5 separate regions of the Mus musculus genome follow, and all the other regions are linked to region 4. A link is a contact called in public ChIA-PET and HiChIP or PLAC-seq data. All regions are on one chromosome and are shown on one strand. The core of a region is the stretch at or near the end of the contact, and the rest is flanking DNA. Distances in the headings are between cores, read along the strand shown. Region 1 holds the start of Srgap3 (SLIT-ROBO Rho GTPase activating protein 3). Region 2 holds the start of Setd5 (SET domain containing 5). Region 3 overlaps Setd5 (SET domain containing 5). Region 4 holds the start of Jagn1 (jagunal homolog 1). Region 5 holds the start of Ghrl (ghrelin).

What was found. ChIA-PET counts read pairs in DNA pulled down with a chosen protein or histone mark. HiChIP or PLAC-seq counts read pairs in DNA pulled down with a chosen protein or histone mark.
Region 1: an HNF4G HiChIP or PLAC-seq map of pancreatic cancer cells shows a contact between it and region 4. The contact joins the promoter of Srgap3 here to the promoter of Jagn1 in region 4. A contact is called at or near these places in 2 of 115 datasets of contacts at active chromatin or transcription factors (microglia and pancreatic cancer cells) and 1 of 9 other capture datasets (adipose tissue).
Region 2: a contact with region 4 is called in an H3K27ac HiChIP or PLAC-seq map of extraembryonic endoderm stem cells. The contact joins the promoter of Setd5 here to the promoter of Jagn1 in region 4. A contact is called at or near these places in 9 of 39 promoter capture datasets (the 3T3-L1 cell line, 3T3-L1-derived adipocytes, the C10 cell line and 5 more), 7 of 115 datasets of contacts at active chromatin or transcription factors (the SCID.adh cell line, bone marrow-derived macrophages, embryonic stem cells and 4 more) and 1 of 9 other capture datasets (pancreatic islet).
Region 3: a contact with region 4 is called in an RNA polymerase II ChIA-PET map of memory CD8 T cells, with 5 read pairs. The contact joins the enhancer-like site here to the promoter of Jagn1 in region 4. A contact is called at or near these places in 2 of 39 promoter capture datasets (the C10 cell line and neural stem cells), 1 of 15 datasets of contacts at CTCF or cohesin (the NIH/3T3 cell line), 4 of 115 datasets of contacts at active chromatin or transcription factors (bone marrow-derived macrophages, effector CD8 T cells, memory CD8 T cells and 1 more) and 1 of 9 other capture datasets (pancreatic islet).
Region 5: a contact with region 4 is called in an H3K27ac HiChIP or PLAC-seq map of the NIH/3T3 cell line, with 3 times the contacts expected there. The contact joins the promoter of Ghrl here to the promoter of Jagn1 in region 4. A contact is called at or near these places in 10 of 39 promoter capture datasets (the C10 cell line, the HPC-7 cell line, HPC-7-derived erythroid cells and 5 more), 1 of 15 datasets of contacts at CTCF or cohesin (the NIH/3T3 cell line), 6 of 484 Hi-C or Micro-C datasets (CD8 T cells, double positive thymocytes, embryonic stem cells and 2 more), 5 of 115 datasets of contacts at active chromatin or transcription factors (the NIH/3T3 cell line, T-cell acute lymphoblastic leukemia, embryonic stem cells and 2 more) and 2 of 9 other capture datasets (adipose tissue and liver).

Annotation. Positions count from the first base shown.
Region 1 is chr6:112,945,527-112,948,964 of GRCm38.p6, reverse strand. Srgap3 (SLIT-ROBO Rho GTPase activating protein 3) reads left to right here and starts at 1,699. Exons shown (of 22, transcript NM_080448.4): 1 at 1,699-2,535. The coding sequence starts at 2,469.
Region 2 is chr6:113,075,872-113,079,215 of GRCm38.p6, reverse strand. Setd5 (SET domain containing 5) reads right to left here and starts at 1,577. Exons shown (of 22, transcript NM_028385.1): 1 at 1,504-1,577. Gt(ROSA)26Sor (gene trap ROSA 26, Philippe Soriano) reads left to right here and starts at 1,972. Exons shown (of 3, transcript NR_027010.1): 1 at 1,972-2,042.
Region 3 is chr6:113,140,389-113,143,637 of GRCm38.p6, reverse strand. It overlaps Setd5 (SET domain containing 5), which reads right to left. Exons shown (of 22, transcript NM_028385.1): 18 at 1-25. Among named protein-coding and RNA genes, the nearest start is that of Lhfpl4, 53 kb to the left of the region's middle. Within about 2 kb of position 1,762, at least 27 of the 459 cell types and tissues checked have an H3K27ac peak or open chromatin away from gene starts, as enhancers often do. A contact at or near this core is called in memory CD8 T cells, where this site is marked.
Region 4 is chr6:113,441,202-113,444,153 of GRCm38.p6, reverse strand. It overlaps Jagn1 (jagunal homolog 1), which reads right to left and starts at 1,585. Exons shown (of 2, transcript NM_026365.3): 1 at 1,357-1,585. The coding sequence starts at 1,445.
Region 5 is chr6:113,718,042-113,721,307 of GRCm38.p6, reverse strand. Ghrl (ghrelin) reads left to right here and starts at 1,843. Exons shown (of 4, transcript NM_001379129.1): 1 at 1,843-1,986; 2 at 2,082-2,198. The coding sequence starts at 1,879.

The DNA.
Region 1 (3,438 bases), core at 450-2,949, 500 kb after region 4:
CGCGCTGTATGCGTCTCTGACATGCATGTGTGGTTTAAAAATTCTCCTCATGGCTAGAATGGCCGTTTCCTGGGTTCCTGCTCCCAGCGGCCACAGAGAGCAGTCAGAGTCACCTGGCTCCAGGCTCCTAGAAGAGACAGGAAGGAATCTGGTTAGCTGCATATTCACATTCCAGGGCATAGGACACTAACTCCACTTTTCTCTGAGGATCTAGGCTTAAGGCAGGTTAATCTCTGAGCATATCTTCCTCTAATGACACTTGTGGCTTCTGCATAGCAGAGGGCCTACATGTCCCTGGGAAGGGTGAGGCAGGAGGATGTGGGCTGTGGCATCTGCTTATGAACTCTGTAACCTCCTCTTTCTGTGTCCAGAGCTATAATAAGCCTATGATTCACCAGGTGAACTGCTCAGGCAGCTGCTGTGCATTCCCCAACTGAGCCCTTGGTGCTCACCCACTGATCACTAGGCGGGAGGACCCTGTCTCACTTTACCTACCTCTCCAGACCCGTTCTAGCTGCATACTCTCTTGGGGAGCCCTTAGAGGCTGGTACGGATAACCTGTTCATTTCTAAACCCAAGCCAAATCACATGTTGGGCCATTCCAGAAGGACAAGTGGAAGGTGGTACCTAGTTTGAGAAAGTTATGGAAGTCTCTTTCAGTGAACTCTTGGGGGACAAGACACTCTCATGACAGTTTATTATCAGGCATCCTATGGTACTTGATGCCAGTTTGACCTACCACACTGAACTATTTGAAATGCCAATGAAATTAGGACTCTCTAATGAAATGCTGGAGACTCCTACTGAGTCTTTACTACTGGTGGGTTTTGTTGTCTGGGTTGGAATGCTGGCACCCTGGTAAGTCATTTTCCACTTATATATAATGTAGCCCCTAGGATGCTGGGGTTACCATAGTTGCTACTATTTATAGGGAGCTTACTGTGTACCTAGGTACTGAGCCAAACTGTTTCTGTTCATACTCCATCTCCCAAAAGCTCTTTACATTTGAATCCCCCCGCTCTGTAATATTTTCAATTCTTAGCACTTGTCATTTTTACCCATTCTATCATTCAGCGTGTAGTTAAATTCTGTTGTACTGTCATATGGTGCTTCTTGCCTTTATAACGCCAGTGGGCCCTTTAGTAAGCTTTTTGTATGTATTTGTTGAAATTGTCCATTAAAGAGTCTCCAAAGAGAGCTTATTTTACTGGTAAAGGAACTAAGACGAGGGAGTCAGAATGGCGCTGTCCCACCTTCTCTGAGCCTGAAGGCAGCCCTGTCTGCCAGATCTCTCTGCAAAGCTGAAACCTCTGGCACTGTCCCTGTTATCAAGTAATTCTTTCAAAAATAGTGGCCTCTCCTGCATGCATCAGACTCTGCCAGAGTCTCAGGCAGAGTGACAACTCGTCATATAGTTGCTAGTTTGAGCACGACGCAAAGAAAAGAATCTTTCTGTGTTTGTTAGAAAATCTCCAGCCTAACTACTACTAGCTCGAGTTTGCAGGAGCCTCCCAGGCCTTCCCAACCTGATTTCCCCCTCCTGCCGCCTTCCCTTTTGTGAGCGTTTCTTCCCCTTTTTGCTTGCAGCTAGTTCAGCTCTCCTGTAGGCTACAATGTGTCAGTTGTTATAAAATCCGGGAGGCGGAGTCTAGTGACGAGGGCGGTGGGGGAGAGCTCAGCCAGCCCTGCAGGGTGAGCAGTCCAGCCCTGGGTCCAGCGGAGCTAAAACGCTACAGCCGGGAAAACTTCCACCTCCCTCTCCTGGTTTTGATCCTCACCGTCCAGCAGACCCGAGGCGCCGATCGACCGGAGGGAGGATGAGAGATGACCGGTCCTTTGGCAACCTGACCATTTCCTTAGCAGAGCCTTCCAAAGCGAACCGGAGACTGGCCACACGACCCAGGAGGCGCCGCGCCTCTTGTGGATGTGTGTGTATGAGTGAGCAAGCGGGTGTGTGTGTGTGAGTGAGGGTGTGTGTGTGTATGCGTGTGTGTGTGTGTGTGCGCGCGTGTGTGTATGCGCGCGCTTGTGGTGTGGATGGGTGTGTGCACAGCACAATTGCGTGGAAGCGTGTCTGGGTGAGCGTGTGTGTGCACTCGTGAATGTGTTTGTGTGTGTGTGTGTACGTGTGTGTGTGTGTTTGTGTGTGCTCTTGGCTGCTATTATTATTATTTTGGAAGAAAAATCCTGGAAATCTGGGGCAGGTTATGGTACTCCCAGGGTGACTTCTTTTGCAAGAGGAGCTGACCAGAGCAAGCCACTAGAGCCATTTCCCTGCCAGCAGAGAGCATTTTCCTCCCAGAAGAAGGATTTCAACCCCGGGGCTCTGTAGCCAAGTAAAAGAGATTAGCCCTTGAAACCTGTGAAATCGACCATTGCTGTGTGATTACCCAGGCTTGGGAGAGGACTTGGAGAGAGAAGGAGAAATAGATCAAACAGCCTGTCAGTTCTCTTTGCCACGTCGGAAGATGTCATCTCAAACTAAGTTCAAGAAAGACAAAGAGATCATTGCTGAATATGAAGCCCAAATAAAAGGTGAGTGGTGGGGCCGAGGGACTTTGCCTTCTCTCCGTCCCCTTGTCTCTCCCTCTGCTGTCTCTTCCTTCGCCTCCCTGCCTTCTTGAGAAGTTGCTATGCAGCAATAATCTTATTGTAAGGAGGAAGGACCGGGTGCTGGCTGCACAAGTCCAGACTGGCTCCCACTGCAGATAGTGCCTGGGCTGGGAGCGTGAATTACAGAAAGGGCAGAAATCTCTGCATTGCAGGTGTGTGAGGAAGGGACTTTAGGAGTGTCGCCGGTACTCCATCATCTTGGCAGTGATATGTCACTCTAAGGCCATTTTGACAGTCAAGGCCTCCTCCCCCTCACTCCCATCGAGAAAGCCCTTTGCTATTTATGTATATATTTTTTGATCTGCTCTCCCCATCCCTTCTTTTGGCTTTTGTGGGTGGTTGTTTTTGCCTCTGCTGCCTTCTCTGGGCTGAAATTCAAATGCATGAGTATGGGCTGCGGGGGGTGGGGGTGGGGTGGGGGGGTGGGGGGGGTGCATCGCATCCTTAAGTAGCCCTTCTTTGTCAGCATTTCTTGCCTGGTCTGAGTTGCCATGGATTAACTGTTATGGGACATATTGATCCAGACTAATGCAGGCATTTAAGCATAAAGAGAGAGTTCTGTGCCGAAAATGTATTATCTTCCAGCGTGCAGCCTGGTCCTTCTGTACACCGGTGTTTCGGGTCATCAGCTTTGGTTAAAAGCCAACACCTCAGTGTACGATTTGGACTGGTAGGTGCCGCTTGGCTCCCGTGGTTCTGGGAAAGTCTGCCTGCTAGGAGAGTGAGATGCCCTTTGGGTGCTGGTTCCAGCTTTGGTAGCATAGAACCCATACTTCTTGCAGAAGCTGCTCCCTAAATCCTTGCTAGCTGAGAGGAAGAGAAGGG
Region 2 (3,344 bases), core at 328-2,827, 360 kb after region 4:
TAACAGGCCACAAATTTTGGACAGAGAACTAATGATCCTCCTGAGAAAACTGGAAGAAATCCAGGGAAAAGAAATTCCTGTGTCCTCCAAACTCAGAAATCTCTAATTATGTCAGTATTCTCTGCTTTAGTCCTAGGTCAGATTGCACACATCTAAAATAACCTCTTAAAGTTTTCCTCCTAGCGACCTAAACCATTATTAATATCAAATTAACCATCAAAACACTTTCCTCTCAATATGCTGCACACAAACCTCCTCCTGGAACCTCCTCCATCTGGATCCTCCCCAATCAAAAGTATAGGTATTTAACATATAAGCAAGGAAGTAATGTAAACATGACCTTGGTCACAAATATGTCATCTAAAAACAATTTAGTCAAGGTATGGAGGAAATTCGAGAACCTGAATCTTTTTAAGTATTTTGAGCACAGGAACAATTGGCAAAAGGAATCCAGGTATAGACAAAACCCAGAGCCCAGAGCTCTGGGCGAAAAATGAGTTGCTGGTGAAGACGTTACACAAGTAACATGAGAAAGCAGAAAATGCAGGTCATCCACGCACCCCTGACCCAGGCCAGCAGGGCGGGCTGCAGCATCAGTACACAGGAGAAAGATCCTTATTCCTAAGAATGAGAAAGGCAAAGGCGCCCGATAGAATAAATTAGCATAGAAGGGGCTTTCCCAGGAGTTAAAACTTTCCTTCTGAGCGATTACCTACTAAAACCAGGGCTTTTGCCCACTACCATTTACCTAGGATCTTGGCTTGCACGGATTCATAGGGGCATATCCCTCCCCCTCTTCTTTAGAGTCGTTCTTAAAAGATCGCTCTCCACGCCCTAGGCAGGGAAAACGACAAAATCTGGCTCAATTCCAGGCTAGAACCCTACAAATTCAACAGGGATATCGCAAGGATACTGGGGCATACGCCACAGGGAGTCCAAGAATGTGAGGTGGGGGTGGCGAAGGTAATGTCTTTGGTGTGGGAAAAGCAGCAGCCATCTGAGATAGGAACTGGAAAACCAGAGGAGAGGCGTTCAGGAAGATTATGGAGGGGAGGACTGGGCCCCCACGAGCGACCAGAGTTGTCACAAGGCCGCAAGAACAGGGGAGGTGGGGGGCTCAGGGACAGAAAAAAAAGTATGTGTATTTTGAGAGCAGGGTTGGGAGGCCTCTCCTGAAAAGGGTATAAACGTGGAGTAGGCAATACCCAGGCAAAAAGGGGAGACCAGAGTAGGGGGAGGGGAAGAGTCCTGACCCAGGGAAGACATTAAAAAGGTAGTGGGGTCGACTAGATGAAGGAGAGCCTTTCTCTCTGGGCAAGAGCGGTGCAATGGTGTGTAAAGGTAGCTGAGAAGACGAAAAGGGCAAGCATCTTCCTGCTACCAGGCTGGGGAGGCCCAGGCCCACGACCCCGAGGAGAGGGAACGCAGGGAGACTGAGGTGACCCTTCTTTCCCCCGGGGCCCGGTCGTGTGGTTCGGTGTCTCTTTTCTGTTGGACCCTTACCTTGACCCAGGCGCTGCCGGGGCCTGGGCCCGGGCTGCGGCGCACGGCACTCCCGGGAGGCAGCGAGACTCGAGTTAGGCCCAACGCGGCGCCACGGCGTTTCCTGGCCGGGAATGGCCCGTACCCGTGAGGTGGGGGTGGGGGGCAGAAAAGGCGGAGCGAGCCCGAGGCGGGGAGGGGGAGGGCCAGGGGCGGAGGGGGCCGGCACTACTGTGTTGGCGGACTGGCGGGACTAGGGCTGCGTGAGTCTCTGAGCGCAGGCGGGCGGCGGCCGCCCCTCCCCCGGCGGCGGCAGCGGCGGCAGCGGCGGCAGCTCACTCAGCCCGCTGCCCGAGCGGAAACGCCACTGACCGCACGGGGATTCCCAGTGCCGGCGCCAGGGGCACGCGGGACACGCCCCCTCCCGCCGCGCCATTGGCCTCTCCGCCCACCGCCCCACACTTATTGGCCGGTGCGCCGCCAATCAGCGGAGGCTGCCGGGGCCGCCTAAAGAAGAGGCTGTGCTTTGGGGCTCCGGCTCCTCAGAGAGCCTCGGCTAGGTAGGGGATCGGGACTCTGGCGGGAGGGCGGCTTGGTGCGTTTGCGGGGATGGGCGGCCGCGGCAGGCCCTCCGAGCGTGGTGGAGCCGTTCTGTGAGACAGCCGGGTACGAGTCGTGACGCTGGAAGGGGCAAGCGGGTGGTGGGCAGGAATGCGGTCCGCCCTGCAGCAACCGGAGGGGGAGGGAGAAGGGAGCGGAAAAGTCTCCACCGGACGCGGCCATGGCTCGGGGGGGGGGGGGCAGCGGAGGAGCGCTTCCGGCCGACGTCTCGTCGCTGATTGGCTTCTTTTCCTCCCGCCGTGTGTGAAAACACAAATGGCGTGTTTTGGTTGGCGTAAGGCGCCTGTCAGTTAACGGCAGCCGGAGTGCGCAGCCGCCGGCAGCCTCGCTCTGCCCACTGGGTGGGGCGGGAGGTAGGTGGGGTGAGGCGAGCTGGACGTGCGGGCGCGGTCGGCCTCTGGCGGGGCGGGGGAGGGGAGGGAGGGTCAGCGAAAGTAGCTCGCGCGCGAGCGGCCGCCCACCCTCCCCTTCCTCTGGGGGAGTCGTTTTACCCGCCGCCGGCCGGGCCTCGTCGTCTGATTGGCTCTCGGGGCCCAGAAAACTGGCCCTTGCCATTGGCTCGTGTTCGTGCAAGTTGAGTCCATCCGCCGGCCAGCGGGGGCGGCGAGGAGGCGCTCCCAGGTTCCGGCCCTCCCCTCGGCCCCGCGCCGCAGAGTCTGGCCGCGCGCCCCTGCGCAACGTGGCAGGAAGCGCGCGCTGGGGGCGGGGACGGGCAGTAGGGCTGAGCGGCTGCGGGGCGGGTGCAAGCACGTTTCCGACTTGAGTTGCCTCAAGAGGGGCGTGCTGAGCCAGACCTCCATCGCGCACTCCGGGGAGTGGAGGGAAGGAGCGAGGGCTCAGTTGGGCTGTTTTGGAGGCAGGAAGCACTTGCTCTCCCAAAGTCGCTCTGAGTTGTTATCAGTAAGGGAGCTGCAGTGGAGTAGGCGGGGAGAAGGCCGCACCCTTCTCCGGAGGGGGGAGGGGAGTGTTGCAATACCTTTCTGGGAGTTCTCTGCTGCCTCCTGGCTTCTGAGGACCGCCCTGGGCCTGGGAGAATCCCTTCCCCCTCTTCCCTCGTGATCTGCAACTCCAGTCTTTCTAGAAGATGGGCGGGAGTCTTCTGGGCAGGCTTAAAGGCTAACCTGGTGTGTGGGCGTTGTCCTGCAGGGGAATTGAACAGGTGTAAAATTGGAGGGACAAGACTTCCCACAGATTTTCGGTTTTGTCGGGAAGTTTTTTAATAGGGGCAAATAAGGAAAATG
Region 3 (3,249 bases), core at 513-3,012, 300 kb after region 4:
AATCTAGGTCTTTTCGGTGACAAAGCTGAAATAAAAATCAACAGAGATATGGGACATGGTATAACAGAAAAAGTCAAAGGGCAAAAAGGGAATGAAGGCATCAGGCAATTCTGCAAACATGACTACTCTGCTCAGCCTTCATCACATCGTTTGACAGCATATGTGGGGCTGGCAGTGTAGCCAGGGATGTATCTGAGCCCCAAGCACACACACCACAGAAAGGTCTTAAGTTGCTGGCTTCTGATGTTATATATTATTAAATTAGTTTCAATGGAAGGTGTAAGGGAAGGTGGAGAAAAGCAGGAGGTAGTTGAAAAGCCAAGCATGGTAAATTACTCACTAGGAGAATAGCATTAAAGGTTGCAACGAATCCATTCCTTATTTACTTGTACCTTGGATTATGTTTCTCATGCAACATTCTGTCTGTTCAATTCCGTGTCCTCTGCTGTCTATCAATCTATCAAAGAACTGCTAAAGCCTACCGCCAAAAAGCATATCAAAGGCTGAAATGCACCAGTGATAAAACCGACCCATTACTGCTTATCTGTATCGCTTAACACCAACATTCCCTTAACTAGACAGATCAGTTATCAAAGCCTTTCTAATATTGAATCTTTAGCAACCCAAGACAGAGCAATCTATACTTTCCCAACAAGATGGACTCACAATACTCAGGAAGTTAACAATAAACTAGTGGAATATAATCTTTTCAGTTTCATGATGATCTACAGAATATCCTACTGACTGAGAATTTGGTGATTAGTCAGGGAGTAGGGCCCTAATTATTTTGGAAAGTGAGACTAAAGGCCAGTTAATTTTGAAAAGGTACAGAGAAAAAAAGCTCCATGTAGATTTATAGGGTTAATAATTAATTACATGTCTAAAGCTTATTATAACTGCTAACACTGAAATCATGATTTTGGATCTTTAGGGTAGGAGGGTTTCTTAGCAAAGTACTGAAATTGGTATCCTAAGAGGTATAAATCACTGCACACAAACTGTATCCCAGCCTCTGCACAAGAGAAGGTTTGTAACCCAGAGCTTGGGCTTAAGCTTCCTTACATACTTACACCCAACTAGGCACTCCAGAGGAAATGAAGGAAAGCCAGAGAACGCTGGATTCCCTAAAGGAAGCTGCTCATCTGTCACCCAAAGCCCAGACACCCAGCCGTGTGAGCTGTCAGTTTAACCCCAATTATACATTGCTGACATGATACTGAGACAGTGTCGACCAACTCCAGTTTCCTTGTTAACAGGAGGATGTTATTCATGACTTTCTCTAACAATGCTCTCATGCACATAGAATCTACATCCTCTGAAGATTCTCTTTAATGAAACTCTTCAGCCATTCCTTCTCCCAAATGACAACAAAAGCAACCCCACAACATAAAAACAGCTACTCATTTCCCCACGGTCCTGTGCAGTCAGTTTTTATATAAGATCCACTCTATTTGCTGTGAATGAGAGGCCACCCTCCAGTCCAGCCCCCTCACCCCCCAATTCAGGACCACCCTTGTGCACTCACTCTCAGCCTGCATGTGATTGAGATGGTATGGTAACTACCTCTGGTGACAGGGGCTTAGGCCTATGTGCAGGGGAACCCTCAGGGGAGGAGATGTTCTAGAGGAGGAAAAAGTATCTTGTTATTTATCTTCTCAGAGTCAAGAAGCAAAACAGAAAGTAACGATAAGCATGGCTGTTTGCCACACTTTTTAGGGAGGGATTTGGTGGTGAGGATGGTTAATGTTTATGCATATGGTAAATGTTTAACTGCAGAACTCACTTCCACAAAGTGGTTAGTTCAGCTAAATGCTTCCTGGTACCTTAGAAAGGACTTATAATGTTTCATGCTATCAATGAACACCTCAATTAGAACTCAGGAAAGAATTAGGTGAATCATTTTAGAGGGCTCACAGTGTTTCTTATGGTGGGGCACAACCTACTCCTTATTCTTCCTAGAGGAACTCTGTTTCTTCACCCCATACTTCCTCTGATTATAATCTTTCTTTTCTTTATTCTCTTACTAGCTTTAGGGGTATACCTGTGAACTATGATCAGTTCCTCTCAAGTGACTGTTATACACCTGCACACATCTAACAGAGTTAAAAATCCATTGTACTTACTGGATCACAAAACAAACAAAGCACCCTCCCACCCCAATACCATGTATATGTGTATTTTTTCTGTGACTTTCATAGGACAGAACATTTTGCTGAGGTAATACCTCTCTAACACATGGGAACTGGAGAGTGAGCTCTTGAGGTGATGGTGTGAAGGGTAACATGAAAGTGATGATAGCAGCTATGACAAGGACTCTGTACCAGGCACTGGGGAAAAGGGAAAGTTCTCAATATACAGACTATCAACAACTGAGGCCCAGAAAACAGACGTGGGCTATGCTATGCTAGGATATATAAATGGAGCTGCTTCAGCAAAACAAGGTGGATAGCAATGTTTTAGAATGGGGAGGGTGCTGGGTGTACAAAGCACAGGGCTCTTGTTTTCCTTCTTCTAGATTCTTTCCCCTCCTTCTCTGTGACTGTGTACCTCATCCCCTCAGTTCTAGATATGAACACGCTTCTTATTCAAGGTTTTTCCTTTCCACTTGGAGCTGGTTTTACTCCTGACACTTATTGATATTTCACTGCTACTTTATTTTTCACAAATTTTTAAAAATACTATTTTTACTTTAGGTGTACAAGTGGTTTGCCTTCCTGTGTGCCTGTGTAAAACATGCACACAATGCCAGGAAATGTCAGAAGAGGGCATTAAATCCCTAGAGACTAGAGTAACAGATAGCTGTGAGGAACCATATGGGTGTTATGGGAATTAAAAATTGGGTTCTCTGAAAGAATGGCCAGTGCTCTTAATGGCAGTCATCACTCTAGCCTGCATTTTAATATTTTTTTTTTAGCTTTTTTTGGTTTTGTTTTGGTTTTTTGAGACAGGGTTTCTCTGTGTAGCCCTGGCTGGCCTTGAACTCAGAAATCCACCTGTCTCTGCCTCCCGAGTGCTGGAATTAAAGGTGTGCGCCACCACGCCCAGCTCTTTTTAACGTTTAACAGACAAGTTTATTTCAACATTTTCTTCTTTCAAATAATAATTTTATGTTTAAAAAACAATATGGAAATAAAATTTGTATTATATCATCTTTCAATATATTCTTTCCTTTTAAAAGACAGGGTCTTGCTAATGTAGCTCAGAGTGGGCTCAAACTTTTGGTGTCTTCAAATAATAGATGTATACCCA
Region 4 (2,952 bases), core at 336-2,835:
CATTTTTTCTAGTTTTTAATTGGGGTGTGGGAGGGTTTGGGGAGGTTTTCTATCACTGTGTTGTTTTTCTGCTGAGGGTGGAATATTCTGCCCTTTTAATCAAGGTGATTGTGATTTTGACTAATAAAAAGGACTTTATAATTGAAGAAAAAAAAAAAAAAGACTTGACTGCATTGAAACTCTTTGTAAACTTCATGTGACATCTTCCATAAAGATAGGGTCTACAGGTGGTGTCACACGCCTTTAATCTTATCAGGCAGAGGTAGGTGGGTCTCTGAGTTTGATGCCAGCCTGGTCTACAAAGTGAGTTCCAAGAAAGCCTGGAATTACAAGGAGAAACCCCATCTCGAAAAACCACTAAAGGAAGGACAGAGGCAGGTGAGGGAAAGAAAGACTCAGTGCAGAACACAATACAGACAGGATGGATAGATAGCCTGTAAGAGTTTATCAAACAAATAAAGGAACGTAGAAAGATCTCCTTATATGGACGTATTCCTAAACCTCAGGATGGACAGGGTCACCTTTTACCACCCACATCCAGACAGCCCCAAGTTTAGCAGCCACCACACTCCTATGCTGTGCCTTTACACAAACGACTTGCTAATTCCTCACCAAAACCTAAAAATCATGAAATTTTCTCCCTCTAAAAATGTGAAAACTGAGACTCCAATTGGAAATAACCCGAGTTGGAGCTGGAGAGTAGGCTCGCTGCAGTGGAGGCGGTTTGGGTTCATGAACCACAACTCTAGCTTCCAAAATCACTTCTGACGTGTGGTTAGAGACATGGCTTGCCACCTTTCTGGGCTTGGCTCTCAGCACCAACCTCGGGTAGACTCCAAATGCCATGTGTAACTCCAGCTCCAACGCCCTCTACTGGATTCTGCGAGCAGTTGCTCTCACGTGCACAAATACACACACACACACACACACACACGAAATTAAAAATAAAAATCTTTAAAAATGTTAAGGAGTTCTCAGGCCAAGTGCATCCCTGAAAAGCCAGAAGCACTCAGGAGACTAAAGAGAAGGCTGTGAGTTCGAGATCAGCCTGGACGCTACCGTGGGATCTAGACTTGAAAAAGAAAAGTGGCAGTGGCGTTCCCAAGGTCACCCAGGGGGCCAGCACCGAACCACGAGCCTGTGCAGGCTGGATCCCCTCAAAGAATAAGTCGGACCAAGGTGGGCCACGGGGTTTCCCCGGCCTGGAAACAGAGCAGAGGTCGTTAGAGCAGGGGACCTGGCGGGTACACGACAACTGGCTGGGGGGCGACAGCGTGAGGACCACTGGCGTCGCTTCTTCCCAGGATCTGCAGGCTCCGCCGGGAAAGGCCTCGGTACGCCTGGCTCACCTCGTACCTCATCTGGTAGTGCATGGCGACGCGCTCCCGGTGCTGAAAGTCGCTGCCGTCGGTGCCGGCCGCTCGCGGGCCTGCCCGAGACGCCATTGTACAGAACTAAGGCCCCTAACGCCGACCCTCTGCTCACACACCCAGCCAAGCACCCTGCGAACCCCTTCCCTGCTACCTCGGCCCGGCTTTCACTACACGGCGTGGAGCTCCGGGAGAACTTCCGGCCTCTCTATCCTGGGAGGACTGACTCTGTGGTTCCTTCTTCGCGCATGCGTTCTTGGCCTTTCTGAGGTTCTTTGCCAGAGTAGAGCGATTGCGGAATTAACAGTCCCTAGAAATGGTTCACTGACCTGCCCAGAGATCCCATCGTGCAGAACCGAACCCCAGGCCGCTGATGCCGAGCAACCAAGCCCCCAGCAAACCCCTTTTAACTTCATTTAAAGCATTTAAAATAATTACTTGTGTATGGGTGTTTTGTCTGTCTGTCTATGCACCACGTGTGGTTTTTGTGCCTGCAGAGGCTGGAAGAGGACATAGGATAGATTTGCTAGCTATACTGTGAGTGCTGGGATTTAAACCTAGTTCTATTGACCTCTTAACGGCTGACCCAGACCTTAAGTTGTAATTCTTGAGACAGGGCTTCATGTGCTTCATGCTGGCCTCGAACTCTTGACGGTCTTTTTTGCTTCAATCTCCCAAGGCGTGATTATAGTCTTAAACCATACCTAACTAGACTTGGCATCTTTGCCCAGTGGCTTGTTGCACATCTATATTTCCTGAAGCTCCACACAACCTTGGGGTTAGGGTCCAGAGCAAAGACGTTATACAACGAAAAGTATAGGGTGGTCAATGCTGAGAGGCGTCACTCAGAGGCTGAAGCAGTAAAGAGGCATCTCTTCCTCCCTGCAATGCTCTCCATAGTCTGAGACCCTGCGTCCTGAGGGCTAACTGGAACAAAGATGGCTGTGAATATTTGTAATCTCCTCAACGTGAAAGGTGGAGGCAGGAACAGGAGGAGTTCATTGAGGCCAGCCTGGCCTGTGTTGAACGTTTGCCAATAAATTAATTAAATAATTAATAACTGGAGAGTTATTAACAGTGGTTAAGAGTACCTACTGTTTTTGCTAAGGACCCAGATTGTTTGTTTTATTGAGACAGAGTCTCACTATGTCCTGGCATTTGCTATGTGGGTAGCCTTGAACTCACAGAGTGTTCTCCTTGCCGGATGTGTTATACAGCGAATGCATGTCGGGTGCCAGGGGAAGTCAGGAGAGGCCGTCAAACCCCCAAATGCCCTGGAACTGGAGCGCTTGTTGTGAGCTACCATGCAGGCTCTGGAAATCCAACTCAGGTCCTTTTCAAGAACAATCGCTCTTAGCCACTGATCCATCTCACCACCCCTTTGGGGTTTGGCTCCCAACACCTACAGCTCACAACTCACTGAAACTCCAGTTCCAGAGTCTCTAGCACCCTCTTCTGGCCTAGGTGGGCACTGCATTCATACTGTATACAGACCTACACGCAGGTCAAATACCCAAACACACATAAGATTTTTTTAAATTGATTTTTATTTTTTAAGGCAAACAAATGGCTGTACTGGGCA
Region 5 (3,266 bases), core at 594-3,093, 280 kb before region 4:
TAAGATCAACACCAGCACCTCCTGCCTCCAAAGGCTTACAGCGGCTGAGTGGACAAGCTTCATATTTCAGCCGATGCCTGGTCACCATGCACAGGCTTTCTGTCCTCACAGACTGGAGGGCCGCAGTGTTTCCACAACACCTCACCTTTAGACCCCTGGGCCCCAGGGCTAAATGGTTTCTAAGTTCTGGTGGGTGACAGGCCTATGAATATGATGTTGGGATTTCAGCTACCTCTACCAGATGGTCTATCTCCTCACAGGAGTTGCAACCCAGCCCACACCTCACCTGCACCAAGAGATCCCACAGAGCCCACTCTCCTCCAAAACTTCACAGTAGGTGAGGATATCATGGGGCTCTGAATTATTTGTCCTGTTGGCAACAGCCCCTAACTAGACATCCAGAGTAGCCTGCCACTGCAATGTCGCCAACACCGTAGCAGCAGGGACAGGTCAGAAAACTGCTTCAGGAGCCTACACTGCCCCAGAAAGACATAGGCCCTTGAGCTATCCTATTTCTTTGTTTTGTTTTTGAGACAGTTTCTCTGTTAGCTTTAGCAGTCCTGGACCTCACACTCTGGTCGGCCTGCCTCTGCCACTGCCCTGCCCTATTTTTCTTAAGACATGAAGGTATCCAAAGGGCTGTCTCCTGTCAAAGCTATACTGCAGGACTCCTATACCAGGTCTATCTCATCTGCATCTCCACAATGGGCATTCCTTGTGCTAGATAGAGCCTTGATACCTGCCAGAGAACAGAGAGGCAAAGCTGCCAGGTTAACAAACACCAGAACGGGCTTGGAGAATGGCTCAGTGAGAACTGCCTACCAAAAACAAGGCCCTGGGGACTATGCCCAACAGTATAAGACAAAATCAACCAGCAAACGCAAGCAAGACACAGACAAGCAGTAAGGTGTAACCACCAGGTGCACCTTTCCCGACACTTGCTCCTGGGGATGGCAGTGCAGCCCTTTTTCGAGAACACCCCAGAAGCAGGTCTCTATGTGACCGGTGTGCAGAAGCCACAACAGCCTCAGTGGCAAAGCAAAATTGGACAAAATCTTGTCCAATTTTGTCCAAAATTGGACAAGTTCTCCTGGTGGCAACATCATCTCACATGGAAGGAGGCAAGCCAAGGTTATACCACAACTAAGCAAGACCTCAGAGCTCAGCTGCCAATCCACCACCAGGGCCAAGCCCACACAGGGACCATGGAGAATCAGGAGCTGGTGCCCCACCCAAGCCAACTGTCCCGACTTTGGCACCTGTCCTCCACTGTTTGTTCTTCAACAGTGAGGGGAAAAAAAGAGTACTTAGTTCCCAAGGAATGCAATACTGCCCACACAAACTACACAGCCTCAAGAGATGAGGCTACCGGATGTGAACAAACACAAGGCTTCCTATATAAGGAGAAGCCGGTGAGCAGGCACCACATCCCCAGGCATTCCAGGTAAGCTCTCTTAGCTGTCTGTATATGTGTGTATATATATGTATATATGTATATATGTATGCATGAACATGCAAGCTCACCGGGGTCTAAATTATTCAGCACTGGTCATTCATAAGTGTCAGTGAGCTCACTGGTCAGCCTAATTAGCTCTGTCATCAGGCTCCTGAGGGCAAGGGACAAGCAACACTGAAATGGACAACCCTCTATCACATCAGGCTCTGTCTGCCTCCAAAGATTGAAAAAGCAGAGGTCAGCCTTCAGCTCCCACCCTTGAAAGATGGTGACAAGAGAGCCTTGCTTCGTCCAGCAGTCCTTACTTCTAGAAGCTTGCTGGATTCTAGCCTGAGCAAATTCTAAGGCACATAACATGGAGATGAAGTAGGCTACCAGAAGACCCTCTCTCCCCCAGGTCATCTGTCCTCACCACCAAGACCATGCTGTCTTCAGGCACCATCTGCAGTTTGCTGCTACTCAGCATGCTCTGGATGGACATGGCCATGGCAGGCTCCAGCTTCCTGAGCCCAGAGCACCAGAAAGCCCAGGTCAGTCAGTCTGTCTCCCTAAGCCCCCACATCTACCCCGATCTGTGTGTGTGTGTGTGAGAGAGAGAGAAAGAGAACCCTCTTTTCCTTTCCAGCAGAGAAAGGAATCCAAGAAGCCACCAGCTAAACTGCAGCCACGAGCTCTGGAAGGCTGGCTCCACCCAGAGGACAGAGGACAAGCAGAAGAGACAGAGGAGGAGCTGGAGATCAGGGTTGGTACCCAGGCACCAGCATGTTCTTATAACAGTAAAGGGGTTGGGGTATGGAGGGTAAGCCATATGCTGGCTTTTCAGGCTACTCAAGGATTAGAGTCCAGCACTAACAGCTCCACAAGGGGCTCAGAGTCTCCATCCCAAGAGGTAACTGTTTCAAGGGTAGCAAGGGAGCAGCAGACATGCGCAGCAAAAACAAAACAGATTGAGGGATCACAGGAGCCAGGAAGCACTGATGGATACAGAAACAGAAGAAAGCCTTGTTTGTCCCAGGACCTCTCAGGCCTGCCTTGGTGATGGAGAGGTAGGAAGGCTAGTGCAGGCTAGGCTGGCCAGCCCACGTGTGGCCTAACAGAGCTGGGCTTGCTCTGAAAAACCTTAGATGGGCTAAGGAAAAACACAAACAGCTTTGGATTGGGAGAAGGGACTAAAGGGACCATAGGTGCCTCTCAGCAGCTCAACTAGGATTCTCCTGGGAAATGGAAGCAGCACCTGACAGTGCCAGTCCCTATACTCTGTCTGCATGCAACAACTTCATCTTTAAACACGGCAACCATGATAAACTGGGAAGCAGGAGACACGAGCTAGGGCTTCACAATTGCTAAGCAGGTGCTCTGTCTGCCAGGGGCCACACCCCAGCCTGTTCTCTACCTTTATCATGGACCACTTCTCTATACAAGACCCCATGAGCTAAATAAGCTGGCATCACTTGTTGAATTTTGTAGATAAGAAACACAAGTTAAAAGATCAACTCCCTTGGCCAAGGCCATCAGGTCAGTTTACTACACTCCTTCTACCTTCCTCTCTGGTCAAGGACAAATGCCAAGATCACTAAACGCCTGCTCTCTCACCCTCTCTCCAGCTTAGGCTCCTTCTCAAACCCTTGCTCCACAGGAAATGTGACACTTAAAACTACTTCCTGACTCACCAAGGCTCCTTCACTAACAGTCTTATGAGACAACCCATGACCACACTGAGCAGGTAGCCCCCCAGCCTCAAGAGCGCTGTACTTAGTTCTCATAGGGAAGAGCACACACACACACACACACACACACACACACACACACA